Linked DNA regions of Arachis hypogaea: region 2 is linked to region 1. Evidence: chromatin contacts called from public Hi-C data. All regions are on one chromosome and are shown on one strand. The core of a region is the stretch at or near the end of the contact, and the rest is flanking DNA. Distances in the headings are between cores, read along the strand shown. Region 1 has its middle 12 kb from the start of LOC112766004. Region 2 holds the start of LOC112765693 (wall-associated receptor kinase 3-like).

The links. Hi-C and Micro-C count contacts between places; a contact is called where the count stands out from the background.
Region 2: a contact with region 1 is called in a Hi-C map of leaf, with 2.6 times the contacts expected there. The contact joins the promoter of LOC112765693 here to the enhancer-like site in region 1. A contact is called at or near these places in 4 of 8 Hi-C or Micro-C datasets (leaf and an unstated tissue).

The regions. Positions count from the first base shown.
Region 1 is chr17:124,250,709-124,254,507 of arahy.Tifrunner.gnm2.J5K5, forward strand. It overlaps the pseudogene LOC112765894. Among protein-coding and RNA genes, the nearest start is that of LOC112766004, 12 kb to the right of the region's middle. Within about 2 kb of position 1,458, at least 1 of the 3 cell types and tissues checked has open chromatin away from gene starts, as enhancers often do.
Region 2 is chr17:124,300,843-124,304,955 of arahy.Tifrunner.gnm2.J5K5, forward strand. LOC112765693 (wall-associated receptor kinase 3-like) reads left to right here and starts at 1,350. Exons shown (of 3, transcript XM_072222282.1): 1 at 1,350-2,294; 2 at 2,566-2,751; 3 at 2,988-4,113. The coding sequence starts at 2,159.

The DNA.
Region 1 (3,799 bases), core at 208-2,707:
TTATTCTTCGGGTGACACACAAAAAACATGATTCATTGGAGAAAACAGATACTTCTCTCAAGTTTTCAGCTGATTATTAATATATTCTGCCCCTTCACAAAGATATCTTCGTGGAAAATTATGGCGGTTTATAGGGGTAGCTTCATGGAAGTCCATTATATTTTTAAATGTTTTGTTTTATGTAAATCATAAAAAAATGAATATTGGACTATTAATTCATTTGATTAGATTAATTCTATTTATTTATTAATTTATTTATTTTAATTTCATCAATTACAAATTGAATAAATTCAAATATATTGAGGACAAATGTTACAATTAAATCATAATACAAAAATACTATGTGCATACAGAAAATCAACTACTATATAATTGCATGTGAATATATGTATTATTTAAATTATTTTTAATGTATATTTTATATTTTATTATATATTTTTTATAAATAATTAATTTGATAATTATTTTTTTTTTCACATCCAACATAATTGATTATAATAATATATAGACGCACTTTTTTTCATCCAAAGGCAAAAAGTGGTTGGTGATAGCAGCCATATGACACAGTTTTAAGCAATTTTTCCTTGCAATTGTCTGGCATCCAAATTATGGAGCATCTGCTCATATGTTATACCTAATCAATAATCATCATACTTGTTCAATTTTATTTTATAGTTGGGGGGAAAATTCATTGATTTTGTTTTTTATCAAGGGAATATATAATTTTACGATTTTGTCAAAGAATCATCTATTTTTTCTAACAATTAGTCAATAAAGTAATGAATAAGTAAATATTAAAGAAAAAAATAGAAAAAGGAACATGTTAGCTGATTATTAGCTAAAAAAATTTAATTTTCAATCTTTTCTTATAATTTTGCATGAAAGGTTATGCAAAAATCAGAAAATTTTTCATAAAAAATATTTTTCAAAACAAATAAAAATATATAAAAAAATATTATATGTATACTAAAAATCAGACACTAAATTAATTACTATATATATATATATATTGTTTTTATCTATAATGAATGGTTATTAAAAATTTTTTAATAAAATTTGTTTAGTTTAATTTGACTAGATTGGTTAAAATTATTTAAGATATATGAAATTATAATTTAAAATTAAACATTAATTAATTTAAAGTAATAAAAATACTAAAGCACATTGATTTTGAAAGTGGAGTGCAAAGCCTTAAATATTGCAATATTTAGCGTGAGATTAATGGTGTCAATCTATTCCTACTAAGTAGTTGATACCAACGATAACACTACAAATAATCTACAGTATATGTACATTTTATGGTTTCAACTTGAATAAATTATTATTTTTATCCATAAAAAAATAAAAAATTAACAAAATTATCCATAAAAGAATTATCTATAAAGAAACTTTTGTTTCTTCAAAGTATCCAATTGTTAATTGTCTCCGTCAGCTTCGCCCTCAGGCTGCCACTGCCTCAACAACCTTCCGACCTACACTATCAGTGTCCAATGCACCACTCAAAGCTTGTGGTGGTTACTGGTTAGTTTAGTTTACTCTCAAATTATCCTCAAACTTGCAAGATCCTCTCAATCGAAGTCTCATGGCTTATGCACAAGTTAATGATTGATATTAATATGTTGGTAAAAACTCGTGTATATTTGTCTTCATGTGAAGTTGAAGTTGAAAACTGTTAAATAATTTGATAAGTTTGGCTAAATATGAAGATCTTCGTAAAGATTTTCATCTATCAACTTCATTTAATGGCCCTCAACTATGAACTTCACATGAAAACAACTGTTTCAGCTAATATGTTATCTTGTGAGAAGTTACAGCGGGAAATTGATGGTGGCTTCTTCACAATGAACATTTGCAGCTATCCTCCTTACTATTAAACGTGTGAAATTACGAAATTACACACGTGGTAAACTTCAAAATCAAGTATTTTTATACTTTATAATAGTTATTTGCAATTCGCTCCTGGCGTATCGCATATTTGCATAATAGTCCCACATCTAAGTAAAACACCAAATTCTCTAACATTCCCGATATTTCACACTTTAGAGTCCCCAATTTACTAACTAACCTTAACATTTGTAAGGCTAATTTATTGAATAGTGTTCTACCTTTCAGGGTAGCACAGTAAAGACTTGCACATCTTTCATTGCAGGGCTCCTCACTGAGTATTGAAATGTCCATCCATGGCAAGCTCCGGTGTTCCCCCTTTTTGTTAACAGCAACAATGGCTCCCATAAAATCTGGAAACTTTCTTGCTACTCCCCCTATTGCATCTTTCGCAGCAAGTTCCGGATTCATTCCCAACCTCATGCTTTCAACAACTTGATAACTGAAATTGAATATGGTTGTTGTTAATCTTGATATTTGTAAAAGAAAACACACTAAGAGGAAACACATACAAACTAGAAATTAAAGCTGTAACTACACAAGGACGATGACTACTATGACAACAACAAAGCCTTGTGTCACTACGAGGGGTTAGATATATGAATCAAACCCCGGCAAATTGCCCTATAAATCTGTGTGTAAACCATACTATAGAATTACCAACACAGTAGTGTCTATTTTCAGTTCAAGCTGTATGGAAGTGGGGAAAAGGGTTTCCATTTACATTTCCAGATGATGGATTAGGTGTGTTCACCATAATGGTAAATTCTCAAGATTAACAAATTTTAACAAAGTTGTCAAAAACGTGTAACAATAACTAAGTCTTGCTCTATTAAATGGAGTCAGCTATATCGATCAAACGACACTGCAATACCCTATCATAATCATCATCAGTGTTTAAACCATTTATTTTTAGATCTCTTTTAATAATTTCCTCATTACATGACATACCTTCTCTGAATATATTCATACCATGTAAGATATGATTCTATCACCTTTTCAATAGTTGACACTGCAAGACACTCTCTGATGCAATCTTTCCTAATCCTAGCTAATCTTGTGTGACTACTCGTCCATCTAAGCATCCTAGGCTTCGTAACATTAAGGTTATGTTTATGTAATCACATGGTTAATATCATGGAGATGAAGTTGCTTATCATAACATATGCAATCATGAATGACGACTTGCTTCCACGTAATGTTCACTGTCATAGTGTCATGGAAATCATTCTGGTGGCCAGAAGTACCATGTTATACCTTAACTTCAATTATACTGTTTCTACGTCCTAGTTTCTAAGCTTCTACTGCAAGGAGTTCGAATTTCAAGATCAGGTACAAACAACTACAAAGTACAGAGGCAAGTGTTTTATCAAAGAAAAGGGTGCTATGAAAGAGTCCAGCAGAGTCAGGCCTAGATATAGTTCTAAATTCCCTCAATACTCTGTTCATTCTCTTCTTACTTTCACTTATTTTAACGGGCTAGGAAAGTGTGCTGTAAAAGAATTCAACAGAGTCTCGCCTTTATAAAGTTTCCAAATACCAACAAACTCTTGTCTCCATAAAGTTTCCATATAACGTAACCTGTTTTATGAGGAAACCAACTTTTTATGAACCAGTAATCTGCCAACAGAATAGTGGATGAATAAGGATTAAGGGGAGATGAGAGAAATTTAAAGGGAAAGAAAAATGTTGGCTCATTGTGGCTAGAAAAAGTTGGTTTCCAATATTTCCCTTAAACAAAATTAGCAATTCAATGACGATTATTGAATATGGTTGTGTATTAAAGGTTGATAAGGAAATGGAGGCAAGAATATATATAAGGAACTTCAACAGAGACTCTCGAAAACACTCAATTTGAGTCTTTATAAAGAAATCTGTTATTTGTACTGACTTTTACTTTATACACAGAGCAAAC
Region 2 (4,113 bases), core at 100-2,599, 50 kb after region 1:
CTCAAATGGCATAGTTTCCCTATACTCAATTAAGAGGTTGCGGGTTCGAATTTCCTATCTTTGGTAAAAAAAAAAAATTGTTTGATTTGCCAGCATTAATAGATAAACTATTTTTAATTTGTCACTATACTAAAATTTAGCTAAAAATAACATTTAATGAAACATATTAAAATTATTAGAATTTAACTAATATGTATTTTTAAAATTATTATCATTAGAAGTTTTTAACTTTTTTATTTTAATAAATACGTAAGAATCATATTGAAAATAAAACTTTGTATCTTTTTAGAGAAACTTAAAATTAATAATTTTAACGCTAAATCTAAAATATTATTATTAGTAAAGTTTTAAAATCTTTTAATTTAAAAAATATATAGCAAATATATTAAAAATTTAAACTCTGTATTTCTTTTATAAATTTTTAATTAATAATTTTATTATAATATATATTAAAAACATATCTTAACAAAACTCTTTTAATGATTCTCTAACGCTAATATAAATATAGACTTAACTAATGCATACCTTAAAAATATACATTAAAATTACTAATTAAAAAGATTTTTATAAAAAGTATATAAAATTTAAATAATACCAAAAAATCAATACTATAATAATCAATTTCAGTCAATATTATAGCTAATTGTCAAATAAATCTAATATAAAATCTATTAAAAATGAATTTTTGTTGAATGTGTTCCAATGTTTCTTTTAATTGAATTTTGGATGCTTTTATTTTAAAATGTTTTTATTATTTTCCTGTGTTGAATATTGGTTATAAATTAGTTATACAATATTGGCTCCTGAAAATTTAGCAGAAAATTTAAGTTTCTAATATGATATGTACTTATTGTATATTTAAAAGAATTAATTTTTTTTATTAATAATAACCTTAATAACAATTCATGTAAAATAATAGTTCAGCTAATCCTTAATTAACTTTTAATATTTGTATATTTTTTCAACAATTGAAAATTACTAAAGGTCCTTTGTATGGTGTCTAAAAATTTTAGACATAAATTTTAAAAATAGAAAAATAAATTCTACTTTTTTTTATCTCTATTTTTAGATAATTTAGACAAAAAAAAATCATAAGTACCAAAAAATTTTGCATTACTAAATTATTATGAATGAGTTAATAATCTCTGTTTTTTACGGTGGAAACTCAGTTGCAGTCAACTTCACATGAAGTTGATATCTGAGAGCTGTTAAATGATTTAACTGATTTGACTAAATTTTCATCTAACGGCTCTCTAATATCAATTTCACCTGAAGTCGACTTATCCGGAGATTTTACCGTTTTTGACACACTTTGATGGATATGTCCAGACTCCAGAGTAATGCAAGGAATGGTAGTACAACTAGTAGCTATACTAACTTTTTTGCAGCATATGCTAAACACTCAACTAAACCGCCCCATGGCTGAGCATTTATCAAAGAAGAAACTCCTTTTCCTCATTTTCTTTTTAGCAGCTCATGCTAATGATGCAGCAACTCAACCCGCCAAACATTGCCTTACCAAATGCGGCCACGTCAGCATTCCCTTCCCGTTTGGCACCACAATGGATTGCTCCCTTGACACCAATTTTCTCATAAATTGCACCAACAATGTTCCATACTTTCCCTTACCAACAAACAATAGAGCCCTAACTCTCCTAAGCATATCCCTGGACGATGCCGAACTCCGCGTTCCGTCGCCGGTAGCTAGCGATTGCTATAGCATCGTCCAGGGAAAACTCAGCCACACTGAAATCGATTACTTTTTTATATCAGGAAGCTTTAGCATCTCATGGACCCGAAACACGTTCACCACAATCGGTTGTAACACACTTGGATTAGTTGTGGGGTATAACAATTTTTCAGCGGAAGAACCGAGACCTTATCCCACAACATGCTTCTCCTTCTGCAACAAACTCCAATATGCGAGTAATGGGTCCTGCACCGGCAGTGGTTGCTGCCGTATTAGTATTCCCCGCCCCGCACATGGGTGGTTAACGTTAACAACAGTGAAGTGATTGACTTCAACCCATGTGGTTATGCGTTCTTGGTGGAAGAAGGTGGCTATGAATTTGAGACGACACACCTGAAGAAGCTGGAGAGTACTGAGTTTCCGGTGGTTCTGGATTGGAGTGTAGGGAACCAAACGTGTATTGAAGCTATGAAGAATCCTTCCAGCTTTGCGTGTAAGGCAGAGAGCAGCACGTGTCACGATTCTGATAAGCGTTCTGGTTATGTTTGCAAATGCCCCTCTGGATTTCAGGGTAACCCTTACCTCCTTCATGGTTGTCAACAAGGTATTATTATTCACCGCTTTATTTTTTTTTAGCTGAACATCCCACACTGCAGCAGCCGTCGAACAGACTAAACTCTAAAACCTCTGAGAATCAAAAAAATAATTTTAATAATTAAAGAAAAATATTAAATAATATTAATTAATCAAGAGGTTTCTTTTTTATACATTTTCATTATTATTATTTCTCTGGTTCAAATATAAATACCGTGAGTATGTTGTTTCTTCTCCCTTAAGTGAATAGGTGATGATGATGACAAGTTTTCATATTTTAGATGTTGATGAATGCGGGGGAACCAATGATTGCTTCCATGAAGCAAAATGCCAGAACATACCTGGCGGCTACAATTGTTTGTGTCCGGAGGGATTTGAAGGAGACGGGAGAAACAACGGAACTCGATGTACTAGTCCCGACCCCAGTGATAGGACAAAGATCACTTTGATTTATTCATTATGTTTGGGTAAGTGTACATTTAAACACAATTTTTGTACTATCGAAATTTACATGCAGTTGTTTTTTCATACTTAAAAATGGTTAGTTAATTTAATAAATTTAATTAAATTATTATTTAACTATTTTTAATTATTAACTTCACATAAAAATAACTGTTTCTGAGTCTTAAATCTTTAGCTAAATGACACACTCTCTGGAAATCATGGAAACTTCCACTCACTTTGGTGGGTTTGCATTGACCAGGCATCAGCATAGGCATCTTAGCATTAGTTGTGGCAAGCTTTTATGTGCATTGGAAAGTGAACAAAAAAAAGCTCATCAACCTTAAAGAACAGTATTTTCAACAAAATGGCGGTTCGTTGTTGCAAGAACATATAGCTAAACATAGCAGCTCAAGCCAAATAGCCAAAGTCTTCACTATTGAGGAACTAAGGAAGGCAACCAACAACTTTGATGCAGGCAAAATCCTAGGCCAAGGGGGCCAAGGAACAGTTTACAAAGGAGTATTATCAGATAATATAACTGTAGCAATAAAAAAGTCCAAAATTAGTGACGCAAGCCAAATTAAGGACTTCATCAATGAGTTAGTTGTACTCTCACAAATCAACCATAGGCATGTGGTTAAGCTCTTGGGTTGTTGCTTAGAAACAGAAATTCCCTTGCTTGTTTACGAATTCATTCCCAATGGTACTGTTTTTGAGCATCTTCATGGTCATGAACCATTTTTAAGACTTACATGGAAAACAAGATTGAGAATAGCTGCTGAAACTGCTGGGGCATTAGCTTATTTGCATTTGGATACTTGTATCCCTGTAATCCACAGAGATGTGAAAACTAGCAATATTCTACTTGATCATGATCTCACTGCAAAGGTTTCTGATTTCGGTGCTTCAAGAATTGTTCCTCAAGGTAAAACTGAGTTAGCCACTTTGGTGCAAGGAACTTGGGGGTATCTTGATCCAGAATCATTTCTCACAAGCCAATTAACAGATAAGAGTGATGTCTATAGTTTTGGAGTTGTTCTTGCAGAATTACTTACAGGAAGAAAAGCGCTTTCTTTTGACATGCCGGATGCTGAAAAGAACCTTGCAATGTTCTTTGTTTCTTCAATGAAAGAGAATCGTTTGCTTCATATTGTAGATAAGGGCATAATAAATGAAGCAAAGGTTGAGCATGTATATGAATTTGCCAAGATTGCAAAACAGTGTTTAAACTTGAAAGGAGAAGAAAGACCTACAATGAAAGAAGTGGCAATGGAAATTGAGGGGATTAGAGCTGAGGAAAAACATAGATGGTGGTGGGAGAAGGAGAAATTGTCCTCTGAAGAAACTGAAATCCTGGTCAAAGCACCTTCTACTAGCAATAATAA